Linked DNA regions of Mus musculus: regions 2, 3 and 4 are each linked to region 1. Evidence: chromatin contacts called from public Hi-C, HiChIP or PLAC-seq and promoter capture Hi-C data. All regions are on one chromosome and are shown on one strand. Each heading gives the region's core, a stretch centred on a gene start, on an enhancer-like site or on the middle of the called end of the contact. The rest is flanking DNA. Distances are from core to core; before and after follow the strand shown. Region 1 holds the start of Polr1e (polymerase (RNA) I polypeptide E). Region 2 holds the start of Hrct1 (histidine rich carboxyl terminus 1). Region 3 holds the start of Tmod1 (tropomodulin 1). Region 4 holds the start of Xpa (xeroderma pigmentosum, complementation group A).

Region 1 (5,365 bases), core at 849-3,348:
GGTGCCCCAAAAGGGAACCACTCTGGTGTAACAGAGCTTCCCAACTTTCAACTATACCCACCTCACATGCTGATTTCCAGATGATCTGATGGATTCAGAAGTGAAAGAAAAGAAAGAAACGTTCTGGCTGGGTGTGATGGTGCATTTATGTAGTCCCAGCACTTTTGGCGGGGGTGGGGGGGTGGGGTGGGGAGATCATAGTCACCCTCAGGCACAGAGTAACCCCAGGTAGTGATGTTGCCATTTCACCATTTCAAGGACCATGGTGCTTTGAATAGCAAAGCCATAGTGTCCCTGTGCTAGAGAGGGGTCGAGACGCCATCACTTGGTTTCTGGGAATTGAACTCAGGACCTCTGCTTGCTCCTCTTGCTGGCCCCGTTTGCTCCAGCCCAAAGAGTTATTTATTACTATAAGGAAGTACACTGTAGCTGTCTTTAGACACACCAGAAGAGGGCATCAGAGCTTATGTGGTTGCTGGGATTTGAACTCAGGACCTTCAGAGGAGCAGTCAGTGCTCTTACCGGTTGAGCCATCTCTCCAGCCCTCTTTGGCACCTCTTAACTTCCATACAAGTGTCCATTTTTATGTAGCCAGTGAACATATACATAGTATCTATTATGTATAAACCCTATGCTAACTTGTTGCAAGAACATTAGTATTTCTGAGGTGCGCTCCCTGACTTAGTTAGGCTCCAAGGATTGATGACCTGGTCTACTCTATTACCTACCCTTTCCTTCATTCGCTCATTTTTAAATTTTATTTTACATTGATTTATTTTGTGTGTGCATGCAGATGTATGCTACCGAGTAAGCTCTCTTCTTCCACCAGGTGGGTCCTAGGAAGACCATCAAACTTGGTAGCAAGTGCCTTTATCCACTGAGCTTTTTCCAGACCTCTCACTCAACATTTGCTGAGGTCCCCCCCCCCCCCACTTTTTTTTTTTACAGGACCTTTCAGGAGTTGGAGGTGCAGAAGTGAAAGAAATGAAATAAACTTTCTTTCTGGCTGGGTGTGATGGTGTGTGTATGTAATCTCAGCACTTGGCAAGAGGATGGGGAGTCACCCTCAGGCACAGAACAAGTGGAGTTTGAAGACAACCTGAGCCCAAAAGGAACAGAGACCTCAGTCCCTTCTTCCTCCTTTCATCCTTGACCACCAGATGAGCAGTTTTGCTTTACCATACATTCCCTCTTGGGACCCAAATAAATTAATAATTTAAAAAGTGAAATGTTTCTAATAGGCTCTACCATTCATTACTAACCTCAAATAAACTGAGTATGGAAAAGATTCTGACAGAAGGGGGGATGACTAATTAGTTAACTAAGTCCTTTTATATTCTTTTTTCCTTTCTGGAAAGAATCAATAGAAAATCACTGGGTAGAGTCAAAGAAAGTGTAACCTTCCAACCAAAGAGTTGTGACAGCTAGAAGCAAAGTATAATTTGTGTGTATGTGTGACAGTTCTCACTTGAACTTGCCTCAAATTCATGGCAGCCCTGCTCTTAAATGCTGGGATTACAAGTGTAAGGCTGCAACACGGTTTCTGACAGGCTCTTTTAGCTGAAAAGGCAGTATCAAGGCCGTTGGGGAAATTGAATACTACAAGATTACATGGTTGAATCACTGTTAGCTCTCTTATTTGGGTGGCTGCATTGAAATTACTCAGGGAGAAACCCTACATTAGTCAGTTTTTTTCTATTACCTTAACAAAATATGTGAGACAAAGCTGGTGGTCTAATCTCCGTGAATTTGAGGCCATTATGTTTCACAGAATGAGTTCCAGACCAACCAGGATTACACACATGGTGATAGCCGGCCTTAAACGACAATAACAACACAAAATGAAGACAGCTCATAAAGAGGAACGGTTTCTTTTATTTTGGTTCACAGTTCTGGAGATTTTGGTGTGACTGGTCCCACAGCTTAGAGCCTGCGGTGAGCAATACAACACAAAAGTGAAGCTGCTCTCCTGGAGGTCCGAGACGAAAGGGGAGTTACTGCATCCTCCTGCAAGGGGGAGGGTGTGATCCTCAAGGGAAAGAACCAAAGAGTGGGCGGGGACGCGATCCAGTGAGGGGCGTGGCCTTACTGCTGGTGTACCCTGGGCGGGGCCTAGAATGTCACTTCCGGTTTTTGAGTCCGCGTGTGAACCGGCGAGCTCATGGCTACTCTGGAGTCTCCTGGGATGGATGACCAGGCTGGAGACACGGAGACAGAGGCGCTACAGAGTGCAAGGTGGCTGTACTGTGGAGAGCCCGACGACAGGCAGAAAGCTGTGCTGGGTAAAGACCGCCGACCCGGAGCGGAGTTCCGCGTAATCCTTTCCGCTTCTGTCTGGGTACCACGGTAGCCCACTGCCTGCAGCCGGGACAGGTTCCCTGCCACCATCACCTTTTCCCTCCGCATTCATCTATCGTCACCACTTCGGACTCGTCTCAGGGCAGTGCCCAGGGACCTGACATCTCCACAGCTCTCTCATTTGCCCTTTTCCCCCCTCTACGGAGCAGAGTTTCCTCTCTTGCCAGTTAATGGCATTTCCTCAGTCGTTCTCTTTTGTCACAACCCCTGCCCAGAGGTCACTTCCCCTCCCCTCCTCCATCTCCCTCTTTAGAACTGGACCAGGGCTTTCTTCATACCCCCCCGCCCCCCGAAAGTCGGACTTAAGCTCCCTTGCCTTCACTACCGGCGTCCAGCCACAGTGCAGGTCTCCCCATCCATACCCTGCTGGTCCTCGCCTCTTATTCTTGGCTTACACTCTTACAGTCCAGTTCTCCAATGGGAAGCTGCAGAATCCGGGCGACATGCGCTTCACCTTGTACAACAGCACCGACTTAGTAAACCCCAGGCAGAGGAGTCACCGGATCGTGGTAAGTGCTTGCTGGTACAGATGGTCTGGGCTCTGCAGACCTCAAAAGGTTCTTGGTGTGGGCAGACATGGGAGACCTGGCCTGGGGGGGAGGAAAGGAGGAGTAGCAAATGAGACTCTGGCCCCACTGAGGAGCAAGATTTTGGGCTTTTCACTTATATGGGCTTTATCTTTCCAGACAGGGTTTCTTCCTGTAGCCCTGGCTATCCTGGAAATTACTATATAGACCTGGCTGGCTTTGAACTCAGAGAATCACCACCTGTCTCTGACTCCGTAGTGCTGGGATTAAAGGTGTGCAGCACCACCCACCCCTGGCTTCATAAGTTGTCCCCCTACATGACCTTATTGAACGTTCACCATGTCCTCATGCCGCAGGCTAAGGAAGCATCTTCATGGGATTTGCACCTCTTAGGGAGGTCACTGTTCAGAGCTCAGCTTCAACCCTATTTTATGTGTATGGGTGTTGTTCATTTTTGTCTATGTACAATGTGTGTGTAGCTAGTGGAAGCCAGAAGTGGGCATTGGATCCCCTAGAACTGGGGTTACAGATGCTTGTGAATCAAATGTGACCCCAGAGTGATGGTTTTTTTGTTTGTTTGTTTGCTTGTTTTTTCAAAGGTTTCTTTGTACAGCTCGGGTTGGCCTTGAACTTAGAGATCTACCTGTCTCTGCCTCCTGAGTGCAGGGATCTGGGATTAAAGGCCTGTGCCACCACCACCCAGCTCCACAGGATGCTTACTAGCATCTCTGGTCTCTCCCGGGTAGATGCCAGGGTTAAGACCGGTCTGCTTTCCAGAGACTCAAATTCACCAAGTAGTACAGGCATACAGTAGAGCTAGCTTGGGGTCTAAGGGAGTGTTTAGGGCCTGGGGAGGGAGCTCTGTAGGAAACAAGTCTCAGCTTGTCTGAATGCCTTCCTGAGAAGGGTGAATGGGAATGAGGGACGATTTGATAGCAGATGTTTGGTGCCCTAGTGAACGAGGGAGAAGAAAAGCTTGGCTGCGATGGGAAGCCAGCCCTCATAGGACGAGCTAACGTCAGAAAGGTCACAAGGCAGTTATGTATAGGATCAGTTAGGTACCTATAAGTGCTAGGAGACCAAGACCTCACTGTATAGTTCGTTGTGCTGCTTATTCAAGAACTGCTATTTTCATCTGTATTCCCACTGCCTTCTGCCCACTGCCCTCCCCCATATCCCCCTCCTGCTGGTCCCTTGCCTCCCTCCCAAATAAGTCGCTCTTTCATGACATACATACTGGGCTGGAGAGGTGCCTCAGCATTAAAGAGCACTTCCAGGGGACCGGGGTTCAATCCCTGAACCCACATGGAGGTAGCAACTGTCTATAATTCTAGTTCCTGAGAACACAACACCCACTCCTGGTTCCTGTGGGCACGTCATAGATAAGGCATGCATGTGTGCATAAAGGCAAAGCACTCTCAACACATCAACATTATATCTCATTACATACATACTATATCAGCCTCTCGTTTCCCTTCTTTTGCACCTCTTATGATTCCTTTCAACTCTCATGCCTTGAATGTGTGCATATTCACACACACACACACACACACACACACACACACACTCTAAATCTAGATTCTGCATAGGAGAGGAAAACCTATTTTCTTTATCTGTTTTTGTCATTGATGCGCATCTAAGCTGGTTCCATTTCCTGGCTGTTGTGAATCGTGCAGCAGTAACCATGATTGTAGAAGTACAATACAGTGTGCTAACTGAAGAGCCTTCTGGGTGTATGCCTAAGAGTGGTCCAGCTGCCTCACACAGCACTTCCACTTGTAGTTTTTGAGACCCCTCCACACTGACTTCCACTGTGGCAGCAATAGCTTGCACTCCCACCAGCAGTGAGTAACGGTTCTTTCCCCACATCTCTGCCAGCATTTGTTGTTAGTTGTTTTCTCGGTGATAGCTGTTCTGACTGGGGCGTGATGGAATCGCAAAGCATTGTTTGTTTGCTTGTTTGTGTGGTTGCTATTTCTCTGTGGAATAGCCCTGGCTCTCCAGGACTTGCTTTTTACACCAGGCGGGTCTCGAACTCACAGAGATCCACCTGTCTCTGCCTCCTGAGTGCTGGGATTAATCACTGCATGAGAATGCGCGCGCGCGTGTGTGTGTGTGTGTGTGTGTGTGTGTGTGTGTCTGTGTGTCTGTGTGTCAGTGTGCATGTGTGTAAATCAGAGGACAATTTAGGAGATTGCTTCTGCCCTTTCCCCATGTGGCTCTGGGGATCTATCTCAGGTCATCCTCTGGGCTTTACCCACGAAGCCAACTCAATAGGCATCAAAACACTTTTAATTTGCATTTCCCTGATGGTTAAGGGTGTTGAATACATACGTTTCAGGTATTATTGGTGGCTTGCGTTACTTCCATTGGGAAATGCCCATTCTGACCATCAGCCCACTTGTTGACTAGATAACTTGAGAGATTTTAGATGTTTAATTTATACAGTTCTTTGTATATCCTCATCTCTATCCCTTGGT
Region 2 (5,399 bases), core at 2,556-5,055, 1.3 Mb before region 1:
GAAATCAGGACTGGAACTCAAGCAGGTCAGGAAGCAGGAGCTGATGCAGAGGCCATGGAGGGATGTTCTTTACTGGCTTGCCTCTCCTGGCTTGCTCAGCCTGCTCTCTTATAAAACCAAGACTACCAGCCCAGAGATGGTCCCACCCACAAGGGGCCTTTCCCCCTTGATCACTAAATGAGAAAATGCCTTACAGCTGGATCTCATGGAGGCATTTCCTCAACTGAAGCTCCTTTCTCTGTGGTAACTCCAGCTGTGTCAAGTTGACACAAAACTAGCCAGTACAATGACCCACTTTTCTTCCTTCCGTCCCCTAGGACCCGGGCAACACTCATCTTTTGTTCTGTCTTCTCTGGGGTTTCACATTTTCCACAGTATCATAGACTCGGGTCCACATGATGTGGAGTCTTCATATATTGGCTTCTTTTAAATAGCACAAGATGTCTCCTTTGTATCTATCAGCTCATGAGTTGACAGCTCATTTCTTTTTAACCCTGAACAGCAATGCACTCTCTCCTGGCTACGCTTCCCTTGTGTGCTCACTGATGGGAGGCTGACAGCGTGTAAGATGCAGGGCTTGGGGCGGGCACATTTCAGCTCATTTAGGTAAATTGTCGGATTGTTTGCCAGACTGTGTTTAGTTTTTAAATGAAATGGTCATTTTTTTCCCCTATGGTGGTTTGACCTTGTCACTTTTTTAAAATTTTTTTTCCATTTTTTATTAGGTATTTAGCTCATTTACATTTCCAATGCTATACCAAAAGTCCCCCATACTCACCCACCCCCACTCCCCTACCCACCCACTCCCCCTTTTTGGCCCTGGCGTTCCCCTGTACTGGGGCATATAAAGTTTGCAAGTCCAATGGATCTCTCTTTCAAGTGATGGCCTATTAGGCCATCTTTTGATACATATGCAGCTAGAGACAAGAGCTCCGGGGTACTGGTTAGTTCATAATGTTGTTCCATCTATAGGGTTGCAGTTCCCTTTAGTTCCTTGGGTGCTTTCTCTAGTTCCTCCATTGGGGGCCCTGTGGTCCATTCAATAGCTGACTGTGAGCATCCACTTCTGTGTTTGCTAGGCCCCGGCATAGTCTCATAAGAGACAGCTATATCAGGGTCCTTTCAGCAAAATCTTGCTAGTGTATGCAATGGTGTCAGCATTTGGAAGCTGATCATGGGATGGATCTCTGGATATGGCAATCACTAGATGGTCTATCCTTTCGTCACATTTCCAAATTTTGTCTCTGTAACTCCTTCCATGGGTGTTTTGTTTCCTATTCTAAGAAGGGGCAAAGTGTCCACACTTTAGTCTTTGTTGACCTTGTCACTTTAAAACCCATTATTATTGTTGTGGTGCTATTAAGACCTCATTGGTCCTGCCTTTGTGTCCTGGAATGGTATTTTCCCATTTTTAATTCTTTGGCCATATTATTGATAATTTGGAATGATGTGTTAGTTAAGTGTGTGGCTGTTAAATATGGGCTACAAACCAAAGTCAGGATAATAGACATTTTTGATGGGTCAGGATACAAAAGTGATTTTTGACTGCCACCACTAGGTGGTGCCACCAATTAGTGAAAACAATGTGGTTGTTTTTGCTGGTCAACCAAGAAACCACTCACATAGCCTTGTGTGGACAATGTATGAACATGTGGATGTGTTTGTGTGTGTGTGTGTACATGCATGTGCATTCATGCACATACTCGTGGACACAAACATGAGGCTCATGAGTCCCCACAGGGGACATTACTTTAAATGTGTCTGTGTGCATACAAAGACACTCGCTGAGGTGAGGCATCCAGAAAAGCACAGGATTGAAGTGAGATAGGAAGACTTTTCAAGGGCTTGCCCATCAGCTGGTGGTCTGACAGGCCTGACTAAGAAGGCTGCAGAATAAAGACTCAACGGAAGGGGGCTATTCAATGACAGGGCCACAGGATAGCTTTCCTGAGGGTGGCCCTACTTCATCAGAGCCAGTCCCTCTCAGGTCATCAATCTAACAGAACCTGTGTCCAGTCAGGCCATTCAAAATGATCAGGGAAGCAGTCACAGGATTAAAAGTAGGAGGACAGTTTCCCGCAGGGGACTTAAGTAGTTACTTCTGAAGGTCTGGAGATGGCAGCCTGTCACCTCTAAGTTTCCGAAGCTGCTAATACGATGGCCACTTCAAGGTCCTATATTTTATCCAAATGGGGAGAAAATAGGCATCTCATAAAATAAGCGTGTATTGAGTGTAGATGGGTGTCTCTTCATCTCTGGCCCTCAAGCTCGCCCCCCCCCACCCCCTTTGTGCATCATCTTCTACTGTCTCTGGAAGGCCCCACAGCAGGTAGCATCCTTAGCCCTGGACAGCTCTTCTCACCCCAACCAAAAGTCTGGAGATTGCTTGTGGTATACACTAACCCACAAAGGTGAGAGACTCAGACAAGTTGCTTCCCTTCTTTGGCCTCAGTTTCCCTAATGCGGGGTGAGTCCAGGGACCCTTAGGAATGACTGAAAGTCTTCAGATCTGCACATTGCAGGGTAGTCTCCAGGTTGTGTGGGGTGGGCATCTCCTTGGAAAACTCCTGTAAAGTTATCCATTTAATGCTCCCTTCTTCATGCCCCTTTCCTCTCCCTCCTCCCTTCTCCCTCCTCCCCTCTCCACCAGCTCCCATAGGACTTTTTCTTCAATGTGCCTCTAGGGAAGGCAGCTGGCTCCAAAGCCCCAGGAGTCTGCAGGAGGAGTTCTCTATACAAGCCTCATTAAAAGTTCAAGTGACTTCTCCAGAGGGCCAGGAAGCCTCTGGAGACTAGCCTCCCTCGAAACCAGCTTGGCCAAAGGTGATGTACAACCCTTTGAGCTGCTGTGGCAGCTTTTCAGTAAAGATGTCAGAGAAAGCAGCTGTGACTGGGATTAGAGCAGGGGAGTGTCCCTGGAGTTTGCTTCTGCTGTGGGATCTCCAGAGAGGACACGGTGGGCTCGAGGAAGGGCCTTGACCAACTTTACAGAGTGGAGCTACTGCAGAGCTGGAGCCAGTCTGAGGTTTGGGGGCTGAGCACTCTCCAGAAGGAGCTTTGAGGAATGGGTTGAAGGACCCCTGAGGACCCTGGCCACAGAGCTTGGGCTTTGGGGAGCCCAGTCCGCTTGCGTACAACAGAGATGCTGGGGACACCCTGAATCCCAGCCTCATCCTTGGTGACTAGGGGGCCAGAGGATTTAGAACCAGTAACGAGAGAATGGAAGACTGTGCACATTCTGGTCACCAAACAAGTTCCCAGGCAGGTAGGAATGACCCGAGCTTTGTGACAGGGCAGATGATAGGGCAACGGGACTGCCATCCACTGACATTGTTGACCGGGGAGATAAGGGGCTGACCTGTGTGACCTCAAGTGGCTTCCTTTCTGCTTCCTGTTAACCCAAAGTTGACAAGCCTTCTGGCTTCCTATACCCAACAGGAGAAGCATCCCTGGATGATGAACGGCTTGTGGCCCTCATCAGGCTCCACCCATCCCTGACTGACATTCACAGGACTTGGGCTAACTCACTGATCCTCAGCAGCAGAGGATGTTGCAGGCTACAGATAGTCGCGGAGCTAGGGAATCGTGTGCATCCTAAGCCTACACTTTTAATCTCCATACAGTGGTTCCTAGGAGAAAAGCTGAAGCCCAGAGGAGGGCCCTCCTTCTGCCAGGAGGCAGGAATAGATGGAATATTGACCTCATATCCCTGATTCAGGCCCTCCCCTTAAGCAAGCCAGTCCCACAGCTCCTTGGTCTCCACCCACTCTTCCTTCACGGCCTCCCCCTTCCTACTCCAAACAGCCTCTGGCTGTTGAGAAGCCTGTCCAAACAGACCTCTCCCACATTCCCTGGCTGTTCTCCAGTCTGCAGGAGCCGAGACACCCTTGAGTTCAGTGACTGTGAGGGCTGAGCAGAGGCTGCTGAAGGGAGCCACTGAGTGAAGTGCAGAGATCCTCTGGCTTCCAGATGTTAGGCCTTCTGGGGAACACGACCCTTGTGTGCTGGATCACGGGCACAGCACTGGCGTTTTTGATGTTGCTGTGGCTGATGGCCCTCTGCCTTTTCCACAGATCACAGGAGCATGACGTGGAGAGAAACCGAGTCCGACAAGCCCGGCCTCGACTCTTCCATGGCCGGCGCCTGCGTCTCCCAAGACTTGTTCACCATCACCACCATCACCATGTGACCGGGGTGACCAGTGTGGGCGTTCACCACCACCATCACCATTCTCCCCATCGTCTCCACCACCACAAGCACCACCACCGCCACCACCATGCTCATGGAGCCCGCCGCTGAGGCCAATAGATAGCATCTACCTGGCTCTGCCCTCCATCCAGCAGCAACATGAGTGGATCCTGATGCTGCCACGGAAAAGGATGTGCCTCTGGGATGAAGGGGGGTACTGGGACCCTGGTCCTGCTTGGGTTTCATTTGCATATGAGCCCTTCTCCCTATGTGCAACAGAGACCCACCTGGGTGGCCCTCTACACAATGTGGGGCTTGAGCTTCGAGCAGGGCTGGCTGAGTTTCCTACCTTGTGACTGCAACTCCTGGTGACCCTGGAAGTAACAAGGGTATCTGGCAGAACCAGAGCCCAGGTGGAGATGGAGAGTTCTTCTGATTGGGGAGGCCCTGTGATGAGCTTCCAGGGGCAGACTGTGGTACGGGCATTCACTGCTGCTTGGCTGTAAGAAATAAAAGCCACCAGGAAGCTTTTTGTGTGAACTGGTTCTTGACTGTGGCACAGTGGGAGGGAGGGAGTCATGAGGGCCCTGGGAACTCTTCTGGAAGGAGCTGAGCCTGGGGTCTGGAACAGAGAGAAGTAGGTGGTCCCCGCCTAAGCTCTGAGGAAGAATTCAGTGTGGACGGCCCAGAGCTTTGGAGAAGGGACAGTTGAGACCCCTAGCCTGGGTTCTAGCTCTCGGAGCACCCTGCCTGAGTGCTCCTCCTAGCCTGGTCCAGAGCAGGAACCAACCCTGGGTTCAGTGTCTGTTTGGGGACTGAATAGGGATTCTTATGCAGACTCTGAGTCTCCAGCCAGCCTGTCTGCAGATGCACAGTAGCAGCTGATAAGACCAGAGGGAGGGAACAGTTAACTGCTTGGCATGCCGGGTGGCCTCAAGAGAATGTGCCTGGCCTGAGCCTCAGTTTTTCCTTCCTTAAAATGGAATGGATAGTAGAGACTCCTACCACAGTCAACAGGCATGCAAAGGACCCACACACACTATGAATAAAAGGTTGGGTCCATGAAGGGGAAGGAAATATCGTCCCAGCCTGAGCCTGAGAACAGGGAGAAGCAGGGCAGAGAGCAGCAGAGGGAAACGCCAGAAAGTCAGTGACTCACTGGAATAGAATGTCCTCTTTCCTTCTGTTTCCCAGGGGACTGTGCGAGGACT
Region 3 (5,601 bases), core at 1,994-4,493, 1.0 Mb after region 1:
TTGTACTGCCTGACAGCATGCATACAGTCTGTACTCCCACCCTTGCCGATTGCTGGCTAACTGGTTATGGGATGTCACAGCATCATGGAACCAGGAAGAGGACAGACCATTTTAGATTCTGTAACTGTTACATGATCACTTCTTGTGTCATCCACATAGACAGAATGACATTTTGGACAGTGCAGCATGTGCTGGCTTACTGGTGGACAGACGGGCGAGTGGGTGGATTGTAAGCTTTAGCTGTGGTTAGGATGAGGTGGAGAAACCCCCAGACTAAGGGCAGAGCACTGGAATAATAAACACATTGAAGACATCCTGAAGTTCTTAATTAGAATCTTAGCATAGACAGCATAGATACAGGAGGCGTGGGAGCAAAGCAAAGTCAGGCCTTACCCAGGCTGGTGCCTTACCCAGGCCTGAGTGGAAGGTGAATGTCTGGGTTGAGCACATTGTATTTGAACTAGTAGACTGCTGGGAAGATGCTCAGAGGCTATTGGGAATAGGAAGTGAGTGGACTTCAAGGAGAAAACCAGGCTGGAGACAAACTTTCTTAAAGTCATCTTTTTATTTGAGAAAAACTAGGGAAAGCAATACTAGAAAAGAAAAGACCAGGACTTTTAAAGCTTTCCATCTTAAATGTATAAAAAATATTCTGGCCAGCCGGGCGTGGTGGCACACGCCTTTAATCCCAGCGCTTGGGAGGCAGAGGCAGGCAGATCTCTGAGTTCAAGGCCAGCCTGGTCTACAGAGTGAGTTCCAGGACAGCCAAGGCTACACAGAGAAACCCTGTCTTGAAAAAAACAAAACAAAACAAACAAACAAAGTATTCTGGCTTTTAAAAAATGTATTTTTAAATACTCATGAACACTTATGCCACTAACTAAAATAATTGTTTATTATGAAATAAAAACTCTTCCAAAATAGCAAGATTTAAGAATACTTATGCCAGTGATTAAAATAATTATTTATGATGAAATAAAAATTTTTCCAGAACATAAATGTTTGAGTTAAGGCAAAGTCATGATTTTTTAAAATGTTTTTATTAGGTATTTTCTTCATTTACATTTCAAATGCTATCCCAAAAGTCCCCCACATGCTCCCCCACCCACTCCCCTAACCACCCACTCCCTCTTCTTGGCCCTGGTGTTCCCCTGTACTGAGGCATATAAAGTTTGCACGACCAAGGGGCCTCTCTTCCCTGTGATGGCCGACTAGGCCATCTTCTGCTACTTATGCAGCTAGAGACACGAGCTCTGGGGATACTGATTATTTCATATTGTTGTTCCACCTATAGGGTTGCAGACCCTATTTAGCTCCTTGGGTACTTTCTCTAGCACCTCCATTGGGGGCCCTGTGTTCCATCCAATAGCTGCAAAGTCATGATTTTTATAGCCATGTCTTTCAGCAGCAGAAAAGAACACAGATCCCTGAATTGTACACAACCAAAGGAAGCCTTTCCTATTTCCCTGACTTAAACATTTCCATTCTTAAAGCATTTATGTTTTTTGATGGAAGGATAAAATTAGTGTGATGTGAGGTCGCTTGACACACACATGAATTTAGCCACTAGCCTGTATTGAAGTCCGGAGTCCATTCCCAGTGGACCAGAGCCCTGCCTGTGAGAGACTAAGGTAGCAAAGTACCAGACACAGCTGGCAGAGCACCTGGGAGCCAGAGACAGCTGTCTTTAAAAGGCTGGAGGAGAAAGAGCAAAGTGGAAGGATACGCACTGTTGCATATTACATATGTGGTATATGGTATGTGTCCATATTGTGTTGATATATTGGGTATTTCGGTAAAAATAGGCAAGAAGTTTGAACGAACACTTCACAAAAAAAGAAAATCCAGCTGGCCAATAAACAAAAAGGTGTCAGCAAATGTGAACACAGGGCATTGGTGTTGTGGATCAAAGCCTCAATGAATGCGGCTCCTCTCTACCAGTGTAGCTACAATGTAGCAATTCTTGTTAAACCGAAGTGGTTTAACTTAAGTGGGAACCACTTGCAAGTAGCATTAATCCTCTGCTCATCTCTCCTAGAGACTCAACTCTCCAACTCAGCTTCCTGCAGACCATGAGAAAGAATAATCTGAGCCACACTAATATTCTGAATTTCCACTACTAGCAAAGTACACTTTTAAAATAGGATGCATTCATATGGAAATACCATATTATGTTCATATGGTAAATTCGCTGGGGATGAAACCTATAAATTGAACAGTAGGAAAGAATGGTGCGTCACAAATTAGCCTCAGCAGCGAGCAAGAGGCACCAACCTGACAATAAGGGCAAGACTTCTGGAAGGGTCCACAAAACAGTGTCTTAGAAGGGAGAGGTGGGTGACTGGGGAGCGGGGTCAGGCTGTTGGTTGGCTTGCACAGGTGTTCTTACTATAAAATTCAGAAAGCTACACACTAATATGTGCCCTGAAAGTATTTACACCCACAACAAAACGCTTAAAAATAAGTCCTTGGGAATAGTAAGTCCCTGCTTTGTTTAAAAATACACCCCACTTCTCCCTTGAAAAGGACATTCTTAATAGGGCGAGGGTTTTATAATACAGTAATGCATTAGGAAAATACTTTTCAGCGTTTCTCCTTAGGCATCTAGGAATTAAGATTTCCCTCACCAAAAAATACGGTAGGATAATCCAACGGAGATGTTCCCTGTGCCTGTTTGGATTCGTTGGTAGGAGCCGTTTGTTTATTGAAACACTTAAAGGCTTCGGTTTGGGTTTAAGTGGTTTGTTCTGGAGAGAACACATTAGCCTTTTAAGAAGGAGGAACTTTCATTCCGATTATTTTAAGTGGTGATTTCGGACGCTCCAGTCTCAATGCTGTGTAGGGAGAAGGCGTTCAATTCTGCGTTGGAATTGCACGTCCACAGATGGTTATTAAGCCCTGGGCCCGTGCCAGTCCTGGCCGAGGGGACAGGTTGCCTCTTCAAAGGAAGCTAGGTGTAGCTGTGCTGACTTTACTGGAACATTCTAGACGAGAGTAAAGATCTGCGCGACTTTGTCCAGATACCTCCAACGTAGCATAAAATCAAGTTGGAGAAACCGAGAACAAGGCAGGGAACCACACATTCCCCTGCCTCCGGGGCTGGGGTGGCCCTAGATCCTAATAGCGAGTGTTGCTCCCAGGCCGGGGACCGCGCAGCACCCTGTCGCCCCTGGTAGAGCAGGAGGGCGGGGAGGGCGGCGGGTTGGGGCGGGGCGCGGTGACAGCAGAACAGGGCCCGCCCCCGGCTTCCCACCCGCGGCCGCCAGGGAACTCGCCAAGCCCCGCGTTCCGCTCATTGCCGCCGCCCGCGCTCGCGCCACCCCGCATCCCGGTAAGACCCCCCGCCCGCCATCCCTAGGTCCCCCTCGGCCTCGCGGGGCTCCCTGCCGCCGCGCCGGGGCGCAGCCATATCTGGGCAAAATATTCAGCTGTCGCAGCCGCTGAGAAGGGACTGAGCACGGTTCCCTCTATAAATAGCCGCCGCCTCGGGTGGCCTTCGGGGATCGGGGTCCGGTTCCCCAGCCTGATGATCGGGTCGCTGGCGCTAAGCGTCCCTGCAGCCTGATGCGCCCAACCCTAGTCAGGGCGCCCGGGGCACTAGACCTGGTCTCCCGGGGACCTTGGGAGCCGCCCGGGGTGCCTTGGGCATTGGCACGTTGTGAGCTGGTCACGAGCCCTCCTGGGAGTCTGGGGAGGAAGGGGATACACGCTCGGGGGACGCTGAGTCCTCTGAGCACCGATCTGGCCGGCGCCTGAAAAGTTTCCCAAACTGCTGGAACTAGCTGAGGTTTAAAGCACCAGCTGCGCTTGCCTCGCTGCGCGCAACCAGGTAGAGGCAGGAGGCCACTGGTTGTCTCCAGTTTGAGGGGCGGCCTAGGCAACCCTCCTTTCTTTTCTGGATCTCGTTTTCCTGTTTGTAAGGTGAAGTTAGGGTCCTTCAAAGAGATGGTACCCGGGGCCACGAGAGTGGCCAGGGCGTGCTCTGAACTGCCTACACTCCCCTGCACCTGTTCTGCAGTTTCAGGCAGGGTAAGGATGCTGAGGACACAGCTGCAAAAGTCAGAGACTTTGGTGGCTCTTGGAACTCAAATCCTGGCCTAGGACCCACTGTGGCCCTCGGAATAGCCTGGGAAGTGTGCCTGGGGTGTTTGGGAGCATCTCTAGGCTGAGTTGCTAGCAGCACCTCGGCAAAACAAGTGACCAAATGAACTGGGCAGGCTCAGGCAATTCAGTTCCCTGTGTGGCACCTGTGATAACTCCCTTAACCCGGAACCTCCCCAGCTCTCTGTTTAGTTACCTCTCTCAGCTTTCCCCATGAGATTCCGAAGACCTGGCAGAGCCAGACTCTAAACCCAGATTCTGGGTTCTTTCTTAGTGGGGGCTCCCTCCCACAGGGTTTATCTTTCACCCTGGGTCCCACTGTTGCCCCTGTAAGGGCTTCAGAACCCTTTGCTCAAGGTCATGCCAACCCCCACTGCAGTCTGCTTGCCTTTCCTGTCTCTACCGACCTTTCCTGGCAGGTTTGGGGACTCTGCACCCCTCTTTTGTGATCTGCTAATGTCTGGGACTTTCCCAGGCTGGAGTAATAGTGTGGAGAGTCTAGTAATAGATCCTGAAGATCGCTCCGTTTTCTCTAAAGCTATCTCCGGGCTTCACAGATAAATGAGTGAAAGGGGAATCACCCAATAGGAAGATTCTCACCGACTTCAAACCTCACAACAAACAGGCAGAGTGAAGACAGGGCGCCTGTCACTCTGGCATCTGCTCTCTAATGAGCTAGCCTTGCAGTCCACGGTTTAGACAGCCACTGGCTCTTGGGTGCCTCGCATCCTAAGTGGGAAGTTAGAGCCCTCTAAAAATAGCCCAGCCCACCTTATCAGAGTCTCACACCTTCTCTCCCTTCTTGGGCAGGGCTCTTGGCTGCAGCTTAACTACAGAACACAGGGACTAGGTGGTGTCAGCTCTAAGCAATAAAGGGAATGGCCAGGAGTTCAGGCCCCTAGCTCCAGCCCCGGCTCTGTTACCCACTCAGTGTGACCTTGAGAAATGACCTTAGTGGACAGGATGGTCTTTAGTGGCGCTGGAGTGCAGAAGAGGCAGGGCTGGAAGTCTTCTGGGAAGCCCTCTAGCTGGAGAAAAAGGAAGTGCAGGGGAGATCTGGGGCACCAGATCTGGGATGAGGACCCCAGGAGTCCAGGTGTGTGTGTGTGTGGGGGGGTGAGGGTAGAGGGGGCTGCAGCCTTCCAAGAGCCTAGTGGAGAGGTGGGCACAGTTACTACACAGGGATAGAATGCTGAGAAGTGTGGAGACTCCGTCAGAATCCAGGGTAGGCATTGGGGACTTGGTTGCAGCACAGCCGAGCATTAAAAACTAGGATTGGCTGGAGACCAAGCTGGTGCCCTCAGTTTCCCCCTGTGTACAACAGGGCTAGCCATAGTGGACACTTCATTCAGGCTGTGATAGGAAGTGATGATGGGCAAGCCCTGAGCTTCGTTAGACCCTGCCCAGTACCTTGTGAGGATGTGGTTAAGGAGACAGAGGCTGGAGCTTAAGTAGAGACAGCTCCCAACTCTCTCAGAGCGTAGATGAGAAAGGCAGTCA
Region 4 (5,440 bases), core at 637-3,136, 1.2 Mb after region 1:
TTTAAGAAGCGCCCTGAGGACCTAGCCGCAGAAGCAAGGAGCAGAAGTGATTCCCTGTGACAAACAGAAAACGGCAAACGGAAGGGAAAACTGCCAAAGCCCAAGGGTTAAAACTCACACCAGGGTATAAACCTCTGAAGGAGAAAGCCCTTTCTCCCCAGGCTGGTGAGTGAAATGAGGGGCAGGGCGTTCAAACGAGATACGGAACTCACTTGCTTCCAAGGGCAACAACACTTACCAGGTAGACTGACCGACCCTGCCTAACTTCGGCTATTTTTCTTTTTCCAACCCAGGGTCTTGAGCACACCAGGCAAGCACTTGACTACTGAGAAACATCCATGGCTCTCCTAGTTTTCAGAGTCCAGGCCTCCCTAACTTGCTCAGGCCGACCTGGAACTCTAGCCCTGGCAGTTCTTGAACTCAAGATCCTCCTGTCTCAGCCTCCCCAGCAGCTCTGGTCACAGGCCCAGCAATCAGGCTACTACTTCGGCTACTTCTAGCTTTCCTAGTGCTCTGGACTTCTCGTGTGGAACTGAACTATACTGTCTCTGCACTTGCCAGGCTGTCTGACGTTGTAGAAACTCTCATGACTCTAGACGTTGCCAGCAGGTAGATGGACATTGGTAAGCCATTTATCCAACAGTGTCCATCCGCCTACAAATAATGAGAAACTGAGGGTGCAATTTCGGACTTACAAGATCTGCACTATAACCAACAAAGATAATGAAAAGTACTTTTTACTTTACAAAATGGTAAGTAAGGGCTTTCGATTTATTTTGAAAGATTCAAATCTAAGCTAGTTAGTTACAAGCCAGCTCTGCTGGTCAAGAGCAACAAATCAAATTCAATGGCAAGTCTAAAGGTACAAACAGCCATAAAATATACGCATTATTATTTATACCTGCTGCCAAAACAAGTACTTAACACACACACACATATGTGTGTGTATATATATATAAATATATACATACATATGTGTGTATATGTATATATGTATATACATACACACACACACACACACACACACACACACACACACATATATATATATATAGTGGAGTTGTGAAAGAGGGATTGAAAAGAAGTAAATTACTTTTGTAGAAATAACTCGGGTGAATTACTCCAAAGAGCAATACCAGCAGCCTAAAGCACAACGGACATTAAAACCGGAAAACAGCAAGACAGGGGCTACCCTAAAATGCCAAGTATAGCCAAAATGAACCCAGGGCAACATGCCACTCAGTAAAACAGGGTTACCAAGCCCTGCCCTTTCCATTTTCCAAGGTGTCCATAAGAATACAATAGAGTAACTCCCAAGTGCTAGGCTCTGCGAGTGTTATTCTACTTTGAGCCCTGGAAGGCGCGGCCCATGTAAAAGACTGGGTCAGGGTCAGTTCTGCTGGGTGCTGGCCTGGGAGACGGCGCAGGCTGAAAGCTCTGCACCATAGACGTGCCGGGCAAAGGGCACGACAGGGAAGGCCAGGGACCACAGAGACGCGGGCGTGCTCGGCTGTTCCCGCACACCGAGCCAGAGCGGGCGGCCAAGGCGCAGCGGGAAGGCCCGGGATGCGGTCACAAACCCGCGGGAGGGAGGCCCTACGCGCGCCCGTGGAGGGGACCCCACCTCCGGTGGCCGCCGCCGCGGGGTAGGGCCGCGCAGCCAGCCGAGCCTGGCGCAGCATCAGTGCCCGCTGTCGCTTCCGCTCCACGCTCGCGCGTACGGCGGCCGGCAGCTGCGCGGGCTCGTCCGCGGCCACGGGCTCAGGTGACGTCTGCTTTTCCTCGGCCGTCGCCATCGCCTACACACTCCGTAGGAAGGGAACGCGTATTGTTGGTGAACAGCGGAGCCACAAGTACCCGGCCCTACTCCATCACCAGGCAAGGAGAAGAGCTACGCATGCGCAGTCGAGGAGTCCTGGTGGAAAAGCCTATGAAGGGCGAGGCAGTACGCCTGCGCAGCCGAGGAGTGGTGGCGGAAGAGATGATAGTGCACTTGTTGACAAACAATCCGGACTAAGCGATGGGGGAGAATCAGGACTTTAAAGTCATCCCTGTGTTCCAGACCAGCCTGAGCTACATGAGACCCTGTCTCCAAAAGTAAAGAGAACATGGAAAAGAGCATTGGGAAAGAATGGCTGTGTGACAGCTAAAAAGCATGAGAAAACAGGAAGGCAACAGAGAAAAGTGGGACGTGGTATGAGCTCCAAACCCAGCTGCGGGCCATGGGTAGAGAGCCAAAGCCATAGCCACATGGAGAGCCAGACAGCCCCATGACAACAGACTGGCCATTCTATACACAAATGAAACCCTTGTTTTCATCCAGTGGGGGAAACGTGATGTGGCAGTGACTCCTCCTGTGTGAGCCATCTTTCCAAAGATGGCTTTGGAAAAGAAATGCACATTGTTACTCCCCGTGTTTTGGACCGATGTGCCAGGGGGCTTGTTCATAGCATAGCTGCTCCCGAAAACCAAAAGCTGGAATCTACCCAAATGTCCATCAACTTTTGAATGGCTAAACAATGCATAGTATTACCATACAATGAACTATTTTTCTTCAAACATGAGAAAAATGAAGCGCTGGTCCATGCTACGACATGACTGAACTTTGAAAATGTTACTCTAAGAGGAAAAAGCCATTCACAAATGCATATGTTTATGTGAAACTCACAGAATAAGCAAGCCCGCCATAACAGAAAGCAGTCCAGAGGTTCCTAGAGTTTGCAGCTAAGGAGTAACCAGGAGGAGATGCTCCTCTGTAGGTATGAGGCTGCCTCCTGAGGTGATGAGAATTCTAGAACTAGACACTCTTGATGATTGTGCAACTCTGTGGATGTATTTTCTGGCCAGAGCAGGGAATCTGAGCACCAGAATTATAAAGAACCCCACCTCCACCCCACCCCTGGGTAGCACCAAACCTTAAGTGGCAGCACCTGTGATGACCACCACAGTCTCTGCACATTTCTGGCTTGGTGGCTGAGGGAATGAGGTAACAGGATCTCCCCCAAAATAACCTCTGAGAGTGGCCAGTGCTCAGAATCCTCTCCCCCACAAAGCACCGAATCTGACAGGTTGCAGGGTGTGGCTCAGGTGCGTCCTGAGCCCCAGTGTTTTGAAACTCTTGGCAACTTGTTCTTCCTTTCCAGGTTAACTCCCTCTCCTTTGGCTCAGGGACTTTTTGTGATAGAGTTTCAGGTAACCAGGTCTGAACTGTGAGCTGGCGCCTCAGCTCAAAGCAGTCTCCCTCTTCAGAAAGGAAGAGTGCTCGCCCTCATCTGTACACTCCACTGGGTGACAAAGGCTACGGGTTTGCTCAGAGCAAAACACATGAGTCACTTGGTGGGGGTACAAAAGGAAAAAGGGCAGGGACAGCAAACCAGGGGCCCTGTCCTTGCCTCTTCCCATCCTGTCTCGAGGAAACCATGACTGTATCCACTTTCCCACATTATACCTCCTTCACCTCCCAGACTGACAGATCCTGACTAAACAAGGAAGCTGCGTAAAGGACAGAGAGCATTGAAACCCCAATGGAACTGAAGGAAAGTAGACTCTGAAAAAGGGAATCCAGGAAGATGGGGTAAGACACGGACAGAGGCCGTGCTCAGACTGTCTCTCTGTGTGCATGACTGGGCTGTTTTTCCTCTGATTCCCTGAGGTTTTGGCCCTTAAATGCAGTCACCTTGGCCATCACTGGCACCCACTCACAACAGAAGCATGTCTTTGAGCAGGTTTTCATGTCACTGAGAGCTCCCGGGCTGAGGACCCAGCACACAGCAATGAATTAGTCCTATTCTTCCTCTCCTGGAGCTTCCGGTCTAATCTGGTCTGGTCACATGACCACCTGTCACACTCTTATCTGAAAGGACTCTCTTCTCCACACCTTGAAGCTCTTTCTTGATATTTCAACTGGATATTCCTTCTTTGCTCTTCTGAAACTTATCCCTCGCCCTCAGCCCATCCCCCAACCAGCGCCATCCATCTTTAATGACCGATGGAGCTCTGAATGGGTACCAAATGCACTTGGGCTTAAGGCAGCATCCTCTGGCATCCGGGAACCAGGAGGGCTGGCCCAGAGTGGGCATCATCTGTCCAACTGTTGAACGTCCTTGCAGTCACCAGAAATCAATGAGGATACAACCCTGAGCAAATCGACAGATCCCTCCTCACACAGGCAATGTGTCCTAACTAGCTTTGCTCGGACCCAGTTCACGTGCTCTCCAATGTACCCATTTAAAGCAGTCTAGTCATGTTCAATATGGCACAGGTTGTACAAATGTCACCACAGCCCACTCTAGAACATTCTTTCTTGTCAGTTTAGAAACAAACCCCACAACCTTTAACAGTCACCTCACCCCTGCTGTGAGCATCCAGGTACTAGCATATGCTGTCTCTGTTGGATCCAGACGTGGGCATGGATTGCTGAAGCATGCGGAGACTCCGTGTCTAACATTCTAAAGAACTGCCGTGGGCTGGAGAGATGGCTCAGCAGTTAAGAGCACTGACTGCTCTTCCGAAGGTCCTGAGTTCAAATCCCAGCAACCACATGGTGGCTCACAACAACGAATAAAGCGATCTGGTGCCCTCTTCTGGTGTGCCTGAAGACAGATACAGTGTACTTAGATATAATAATAAATAAATTTTTAGACCAAAGCAAGCGGGGTCGAGGCAGAGTGAGCAGAGGTCCTGAATTCAAATCTCCAGCAACCACATGATAGCTCACAACCATCAGTACAGCTACAGTGTGCTCATATATGTAAAATAAATAAATCTTTTAAAACAAACAAACTCCTGCTGTGCTTTCCAAAGCAACTGTTGAGAATACTTACGGAGTCTGCAGCAGTTCTAGAGAATTCCCCTAGGGAGTGAGAAAGCCATTTGTGTGGCCAGAGTGCAGAGGAGAGAGCTAAGTGACCCTTATCTACCAAGAAAGTCTGGACGAGCCAATCCAAAAGATTACTGCTTTGGGTGTGACATCCATGGAGCAAAGGCACAGGGTGGGCTGGGGGTTCATTTTGTTCCCATTTGTCTGAACATTCATCTCACTTCAATAACTACCAGACCCAGGGATACAGGACAGGAGGGACAGATAGGGACACTTTCATATTCCATACTAGAAAGACACACTTGTACTCTGCCAGGTGGCAGAGAAGTCTCGACGTGTACTTATTAATACGTTAGCGTGAGCACGCTGTTAGCGCTTTGCTTGTTTGGGGCTCACACCTCTTCCTATCAATCCAGATGCCCCTGGAGAAGCCCAAAGTTCACACTGCCAGATACTAACTCAACCCCATGTTTCAAGAAGTGTCTGAGCCCAGGCATTCATAGGATGGAATTTCATAGAAAGCAAGCAAGGGATACAAAGGATGATAATGAGAGTCACGGACACCGCCTTCGGAGTGTGAATCCAGAGGGGCAAGACGGAGCTTTGGAATGACTGACAGAC

Evidence for each region. Promoter capture Hi-C pulls out the DNA fragments that hold promoters and counts their contacts. A called contact is a pair of places that touch in the nucleus more often than the background predicts. HiChIP or PLAC-seq counts read pairs in DNA pulled down with a chosen protein or histone mark.
Region 2: a contact with region 1 is called in a promoter capture Hi-C map of liver, with 3 times the contacts expected there. The contact joins the promoter of Hrct1 here to the promoter of Polr1e in region 1.
Region 3: a Hi-C map of the G1E-ER4 cell line shows a contact between it and region 1, with 3 times the contacts expected there. The contact joins the promoter of Tmod1 here to the promoter of Polr1e in region 1. A contact is called at or near these places in 8 of 39 promoter capture datasets (cranial neural crest, embryonic stem cells, hippocampal neurons and 4 more), 3 of 484 Hi-C or Micro-C datasets (the G1E-ER4 cell line, cardiomyocytes and cortical neurons) and 4 of 115 datasets of contacts at active chromatin or transcription factors (acute myeloid leukemia, astrocytes, cardiomyocytes and 1 more).
Region 4: an H3K27ac HiChIP or PLAC-seq map of cardiomyocytes shows a contact between it and region 1, with 9 times the contacts expected there. The contact joins the promoter of Xpa here to the promoter of Polr1e in region 1. A contact is called at or near these places in 16 of 39 promoter capture datasets (the 3T3-L1 cell line, 3T3-L1-derived adipocytes, the C10 cell line and 10 more), 2 of 484 Hi-C or Micro-C datasets (CD4 T cells and uterus), 9 of 115 datasets of contacts at active chromatin or transcription factors (T-cell acute lymphoblastic leukemia, astrocytes, cardiomyocytes and 5 more) and 3 of 9 other capture datasets (adipose tissue, embryonic stem cells and liver).

What each region holds. Positions count from the first base shown.
Region 1 is chr4:45,016,511-45,021,875 of GRCm38.p6, forward strand. Polr1e (polymerase (RNA) I polypeptide E) reads left to right here and starts at 2,099. Exons shown (of 12, transcript NM_022811.3): 1 at 2,099-2,282; 2 at 2,764-2,867. The coding sequence starts at 2,162.
Region 2 is chr4:43,723,393-43,728,791 of GRCm38.p6, forward strand. Hrct1 (histidine rich carboxyl terminus 1) reads left to right here and starts at 3,806. Exons shown (of 1, transcript NM_027511.1): 1 at 3,806-4,718. The coding sequence starts at 3,970. The coding sequence ends at 4,299.
Region 3 is chr4:46,035,979-46,041,579 of GRCm38.p6, forward strand. Tmod1 (tropomodulin 1) reads left to right here and starts at 3,244. Exons shown (of 10, transcript NM_021883.2): 1 at 3,244-3,331.
Region 4 is chr4:46,194,425-46,199,864 of GRCm38.p6, forward strand. Xpa (xeroderma pigmentosum, complementation group A) reads right to left here and starts at 1,887. Exons shown (of 6, transcript NM_011728.2): 1 at 1,625-1,887. The coding sequence starts at 1,796.